2 separate regions of the Ovis aries genome follow, and region 2 is linked to region 1. The links are chromatin contacts, called in public Hi-C maps. All regions are on one chromosome and are shown on one strand. Each heading gives the region's core, a stretch centred on a gene start, on an enhancer-like site or on the middle of the called end of the contact. The rest is flanking DNA. Distances are from core to core; before and after follow the strand shown. Region 1 overlaps WDTC1 (WD and tetratricopeptide repeats 1). Region 2 has its middle 32 kb from the start of TENT5B.

Evidence for each region. A called contact is a pair of places that touch in the nucleus more often than the background predicts.
Region 2: a contact with region 1 is called in a Hi-C map of liver, with 4 times the contacts expected there. The contact joins two enhancer-like sites. A contact is called at or near these places in 9 of 16 Hi-C or Micro-C datasets (blood, hypothalamus, liver and 4 more).

The regions. Positions count from the first base shown.
Region 1 is chr2:239,709,236-239,712,691 of ARS-UI_Ramb_v3.0, reverse strand. It overlaps WDTC1 (WD and tetratricopeptide repeats 1), which reads left to right. Exons shown (of 17, transcript XR_009599448.1): 7 at 1,918-2,100; 8 at 2,814-2,908; 9 at 3,286-3,401. Among named protein-coding and RNA genes, the nearest start is that of TMEM222, 26 kb to the right of the region's middle. Within about 2 kb of position 1,926, at least 1 of the 54 cell types and tissues checked has an H3K27ac peak or open chromatin away from gene starts, as enhancers often do. A contact at or near this core is called in liver, where this site is marked.
Region 2 is chr2:239,906,247-239,909,702 of ARS-UI_Ramb_v3.0, reverse strand. No RefSeq gene overlaps it. Among named protein-coding and RNA genes, the nearest start is that of TENT5B, 32 kb to the left of the region's middle. Within about 2 kb of position 1,637, at least 3 of the 54 cell types and tissues checked have an H3K27ac peak or open chromatin away from gene starts, as enhancers often do. A contact at or near this core is called in liver, where this site is marked.

The sequences.
Region 1 (3,456 bases), core at 677-3,176:
GTCTGCCCAGCACAGTGATCAGGGCACAGATAGAGTAGGAACACTTGCTGACTCTGTTCTTTGCCTTCTGCACTTCTTGCCCTCTCCTGAGCTACACAAGCACACTGGCTTTCTTGCTGCCTCGCACACACAGTCTGCCTCCTCTGGCTTTCGCCCTTGCTGCCCCTCTACCTGGTTTTCTCAGTCCCAGCTCTCTGTCGGCTCTCCTCACCCCAGGGAGACTCCCGAAGAGCCACCTCCTGAGAAGCACCTTCCCTGGCCGCCCTCTGCTACAGACCTTCTGCCGTTGTTTTTTGTCTCCGTGCCCTCACTGTATCCTCTATAGCTCTAGTCACCATCTGGAGTCATTTATTTGCTGGTCCACTCTTTTGTCTGTGTCCCTCACTGAGTAGTGAACTGCCAGCATTTTTGTCTGTCCTGTCCTGGGTTGTGTCCCTAGAGCCCAGCACAGTGCCTGGCACACAGAGGCACATGATCCATTTGCCTTGAACAGTCGGCCAGTGGGCATATTCTTGGGAAGGGGACCGCAGCCAGAAATAGTTAAGTGGCCTCTCCCCCTTTCCACTGACCTGCATCATCACGCCTCTGCCTCTGCTTCCCTTGTTCGTGAAATGGCCTCATTGCCTTTCCTAACTCCTTTCTTCAGATATAACCTGAGAACTTTCCCCTATCTCTACAATCTGCCCAAACTGCCTCCCTTGAGACCCCATGGGGCTTTGTGCCCTTTTCCTTTCCACAAAGGACGAGGGGTATCTAAGTCATGGAGGAACGAGGACTCAGACCAAGTCAAGTCCTGCCTCTGTCACTCGTGTCCAGGCAAGTCACTTCAGCCTCAGACCTCAGTTTCCTCATCTATAACAAAAACAGTATTTCAGGAAGAGCAATCTGGTGAGGATGGCTGAGAAAGATAAGCGAACGATGAAGAGATTATTGCAGGTGTTTAGGCGGAGGTGGGTGAGCACAGGGGTGATGCCCCTGCCATTTTCTGGATGTGCCTGCATCCTAGAAGCAAACCAGGTCCCCGGTAAAGTGTGCTCGTGGTGGGTGGGTGCTTTGGCCTGACCTTTACCATTGGCTCAGATGGCGAAGAATCTGTCTGCAATGCAGGAGACCCAGGTTTGATCCCTGCTTTAGGAAGATCCCCTGGAGAAGGGAACGCCTCCCCACCCCAGTATTCTGGCCTGGAGAATGCCATGGACAGAGGAGCCTGGTAGGCTACAGTCCTTGGAGTCCCAAAGAGTTGGACATGACTGAGTGACTTTCACTTTCTCTTTACCATCTGGATGGGACTTGGGCTTGTTCTGGGAGTTGGCGTTTCTGGGAAGCTCGTAGATGATCTCAAGATTGTCTTTTTCTGTCACCTCTGTACTTCTTTCGTTTCCTGCAAGAAACTAGGTTAAGAATAGAATTAAGAATTAGAATCAAGGAGCAGAGCAGAGTGGTTAAAACGCAGTCCTCCCAGCTCTGCACCATCCCAGCACTGCACTTACTGCGGTGTCATCCAGGCAAGTTATTGAACTTCTTTTAACTTCTAGTGGTACCTAGGGATAGTGTGAGAATTTAGTTAGATAATACCTGTGTAACACTTGGGAACAATACTGGACACCAAGCAATGTCTCATGAAGTGTTAGTACTCAGTAGTAATAGTACTTAGTGGCAATAATATTGATATCTGTTAAAAAATAAATAAAAGGGTTCAGTAGTATCTACCTTAGGGAGTTCTGTTAGAATAAAAAGAATGTGTGAGAAGCCTACTACTTGGCATTCAGAGCACTCAAGATATGGGAGTAGTTTTTGACATTCTACTTACAAACAGATCCAGAACCCCTCCCAGTTCCTTTGCACTCCAGGCCTTGGCTTCTCCCCTGCCCTCTGCCCACGGACGCAACCCCCAACCTGTTGTGTCCTCTCTCACAGCCAGTATGACCTTCGGGAGAACAGCAAACACTCGGAAGTGCTGATCGACCTGACAGAGTACTGTGGCCAGCTGGTGGAGGCCAAGTGCCTCACTGTCAACCCCCAGGACAACAACTGCCTGGCCGTGGGGGCCAGCGGGCCCTTTGTGAGGCTCTACGACATCCGCATGATCCACAACCACAGGTAGGAACACGCGGCAAGTCCCTGAGAACCTGCTGCCCCTTACCCTCATTGCCAGGCCCTCTTCTCTTTGAGGGGGGTTTTTTTTCATTCTGTGATTTTTTTTAAAATAATTCAATCTGTGCTTGTTTTTATGAGAAGTGTATTAAAGAAATTACTTTTACTCCATTACCTGAAAGAAATCCCGGTGTATAATAGCTTCTGTGCATACGTAGTGTACATAGTTACCATCTTATACATGTAAACTCCTTTATTTGTACATACAATTTTACTTTATTCTTTTTTTAAAAAAAAAAAGTATACTCAGAACCTCCAGAGAAGTCCCAGACCTGCGCGGCCCGCCAGTCTGGGTTTTCAGTGGACTCCTGGGACAGGTGTACGAACTTCTGGCCTGCGTTACTTTCATTTGTGGATTGGATGACTGTTGTTACTCTTCACACACTACATGACTTAGAGTAGGCCACGAGCTTTAGCTTCCTCATCTATAAAATGGGAGTAATAGGGTGGCCACGAACCAAAGACTGGTAGGCAGGGCCACTGCGATGGGTGTGTCCATAGCTCTCTAGTTGGTTGACTTTTGGGGGTGCTCAGGTAAGAAAGAAAGGTACCTCTTCGCATATCTCTCCAGGGATACAAACAGGTTTTTCCCAAGGAAGTGTGGTCCAGCCAGGAGTCCTGATCGGCATTATAACCTATTTTGTTTGCCTTGCCACCAGAAAAAGCATGAAGCAGAGCCCTTCAGCAGGTGTACACACCTTCTGTGACCGGCAGAAGCCCCTCCCGGATGGCGCAGCCCAGTATTACGTAGCAGGTAGGGCTCAGCCCAACTCTGGCCCTAAACTCTTGGTGGGGTGCTGATTGTCTCCAGAGCAGTGCAGGGAGGCAGTGGTGACCGAGAGTCAGACAGACCTGCATTTAATCCTGGTTACCATCCACCAGCTCTTACGTGACCTTTGGCAAATTTCTCACCCTGGAGGAATCTTAGTTTCTTTTCTGTAAAATGGGGTTACGATGACTCAGTGAGATAGTGTTTAACAGTTGGCCCACTTCATACAGTAAGGGCTCAACACTTAGAGCTGCTTTTCTGGGGAAGATGACTGGTCACTGGGAAGGCTGACTTCTCACAACTCCCTGCCCCTTTGCGGAGGGACCAGAAGCCTCCCACGCGGGTACCTCTGCTCCCTGCAGGTCACCTGCCAGTGAAGCTGCCTGACTACAACAACCGTCTGAGAGTGCTGGTTGCCACGTATGTCACCTTCAGCCCCAATGGCACAGAGCTGCTGGTCAACATGGGGGGCGAGCAGGTACGGCTGGCCGCCCGAGGCGGCACCCCCAACCCCCGCCCCCATATCCGGCAGC
Region 2 (3,456 bases), core at 388-2,887, 200 kb before region 1:
ACCGGGAGGGCCTCTCCCCACCCCTCCTTTATGGGCGTCGGCTCTGCTGGTCATCTTCTCAGCGCTTCAGGGCGGGATGAGGTTAGGTGCCTCCTCTGGGTCCTGAAGCGCCTGTGTATCCTTCTGGCAAAGCTCTGAGGGGTGAGGGGAGGTGGGAGGTGGGGTGCGGGTAGAGGCGGAAGGAACCACTTCTGCCCTTTACTGATCTGTTTTCCACACCAGGCTACCAGCGCCTTGAGGGCAGGGACAAATTTTCGGGTTTTAAAAGATCTTCATTCATTGATTTATGATTTCATTCATAAATGTTTATTGAGCACCTAGCCTGTGTTCTGAAATCAGTTTTGAGCTCTGGAGACTCAGCATCAGTGCTGTGTGCATGTGCTAAGTCACTTCAGTCGTGACTCTATGGACTGTAGCCCTCCAAGCTCCTCCAAACTCCTCCAAACCCTTCAAGGGAGAGATTTTGACCACCCCAGTTCAGTTCAGTTCAGTTGCTCAGTCGTGTCTGACTCTTTGCGACCCCATGAATCGCAGCACGCCAGGCCTCCCTATCCATCAACAACTCCCGGAGCTCACCCAAACTCACGTCCATCGAGTCGGTGATGCCATCCAGCCATCTCATCCTCTGTTGTCCCCTTCTCCTCCTGCCCCCAATCCCTCCCAGCATCAGGGTCTTTCCCAATGAGTCAATTCTCCGCATCAGGTGGCCAAAGTATTGGAGTTTCAGCTTCAGCATCAGTCCTTACAATGAAGACCCAGGACTGATCTCCTTTAGGATGAACTGGTTGGGTCTCCTTGCAGTCCAAGGGACTCTCAAGAGTCTTCTCCAACACCACAATTCCAAAAGCATCTTCACAGTCCAACTCTCACATCCATACATGACCACTGGAAAAACCATAGCCTTGACTAGACGGACCTTTGTTGGCAAAGTAATGTCTCTGCTTTTGAATATGCTGTCTAGGTTGGTCATAAATTTCCTTCCAAGGAGTAAGCGTCTTTTAATTTCATGGCTGCAGTTACCATCTGCAGTGATTTTGGAGCGCAGTGATTTTGGAGCCCCCAAAAATAAAATCCCCCACTGTTTCCACTGTTTCCCATCTATTTCCCATGAAGCTAGTGCTCAATAAATAGGAGGGAGAAGACAAGGAAGAGGGTGGAGGGCAGGAAAGTTAGAGGAATGCTGGTCGGCCTCCCTCTGCCTTTGGATCACCTGGGCAGGCAGTTTCACAAATGACCACGCGGTGGCGCCCGAATCCCAGTTATTTGGTTGTCAGTTAAAAAAAAAATTTCTTTTTTTTTTCCCCTTTAACAGATGTAGCTGTTTAGCGGAGTAGCGGGCCAGAGAGGCAGGTGGGCTCCTGTGGCTTAGGATGAGTTGAGGCTGGGGTCTGGACATGGAGCCTCTTCCAGTCTCTCTCTCCCTTTGGATTTTCTCTTGGGTTTCTCTGTTCAGGTAAGCAGTCCACCACCTCACCCCTCACTACCCCGCTCCCCTCCCCTTCCAGCCCAAGCCCAAGGCTGCTTCTATGTTGGCCATGATCCTTGACTGCCAGATGATGGGCACTCTGGCCCCTCAAGCCATTTCTGCTTCCCTTTCTCATTCATTAACCGGGCTGGGCTGTCGGGGGTGGGGCATACTTAACTGAACACTTCCCGTAGGCCTCGCAGGGTGGGGAGCCAGAGGAAATGACCCTGTTCCTTTTCTTAGTATTCTGGGGGTGGGGTGGGAGGTCCGAATAGAAACCAATAGAGGCAAAGGAAAACATGCGGGAGTTACTTAAGACTTCCTTCCCATCTGTATTTTCAGCACGCGTTAAATTTTATCCTCATTGCACTGATGTGGAAACTGAGGCTGAGAAGTGTTTGGCTAAGTGCATAAATTGCCCTTCTGGCTTGCAGTATCCCGGGCTCCCTCATCAACAGGGGGTGTGGCCCACACTAAGTATATTCATAAATTCATTTAACAGCCTCTACCGAGCTCTGCAGATCCAGTGAGAATCACCCCCAGCTCCTGCCCCTGGGCACCCGCAGTCTTGAGGGAGAGACTGGCAGGGAAGCACAGGGCAGCTTGTCCTTGAAGTCAGTGCTGGGTGCAGTGGGGACCCAGAGGATGCTGTTGCTGGTGCCACCTGAACAGGTTGGGGGCATGATGGGAAGGAAGGTCTGAGAGGCTTTGTAGATTCCTCAAGAACCGAAGATCTAATAAAGCATAATTTCCAAAAAGGTAAAATCATGACCTCATACACACAAAAAAAATTAATGTGTGTCAAAGATTTTCTTTAACTCTAACTGACAAGGACCCAGCAAGGTGTTAAAAGTAGTTTAAATGAGAATGTTCTCTACTGGACTGAATTCCTTTGCGTGGTTATAAATAGGAATCATTCGCTTGCCATGGGCAGGAATCATTTGCATTATTATCTGTTTTCTACAATTTACTTCTGTCCCTACAGAGTTATAAAGTCAGTCAAAGGCAATGAAGAGCATACACCCCTAAGGATGAGCTTATCATTAGAGGACAGTTCCTTTGAAAGGACATCCAAGAATCTCTTTTGCCTTTTCCAAACTTTGTATGTTTTCCTGACTAACCCTTGGAAGGATCCATCCCCCTGGGGATCCAGGTGACCGATTTCTCGCTCTAACAGGAGTTGGCCAGTCAGTGCCCGCCAGCAGGTGGCGCTGAGGCAAATTATCAGCAACACCAAAATGAATTCTGCAACTGGGAGCTGGGGGCTGGCTTCCTAGTTTTCCACCTCTGCTGGCTTTGGGCAGTCAGGTTTCTTGTCTTGAGAATTCCACAGGGCCGGTTCTGAGTTAGCTTCCTGTGAAGTCATTCATTCACTGACTGAGTCATTCAACAAACCTGAAGTCAGCCCCACAAATGATGTTCCTGAGATTCTGCAGAGAATCAGTCCTTGTCTTTGCTTGCCTGGCTTTGCTGCCAGGATTCAGAGCCATCTGATATTCTGAAAAAATCAGAATCTCTTTACTGTACCCCAGCCCTGCCTACCCCTGCGCCCACTTCCCTTGGAAAACTCACCTCGTCAGAGGTTGAATAAAAGCTTTACTTCTTTTTTTTTTTTTGACTTAGCTCTTTTTTTTTTTTTTTTTAGTTTTTTATTTTTTTAATTTTAAAATCTTTAATTCTTACATGCATTCCCAAACATGAACCCCCTCCCACCTCCCTCCCCATAACATCTTTCTGGGTCAACCCCATGCACCAGCCCCAAGCATGCTGCATCCTGCGTCAGACATAGACTGGCGATTCAATTCACATGATAGTATACATGTTAGAATGTCATTCTCCCAAATCATCCCACCCTCTCCCTCTCCCTCTGAGTCCAAAAAGTCCGTTATACACATCTGTGTCTCTTTCCCTGTCTTGCATACAGGGTCGTCATTGCCATCTTCCTAAATTCCATATATATGTGTTAGTATACTGTATTGGTGTTTTTCTTT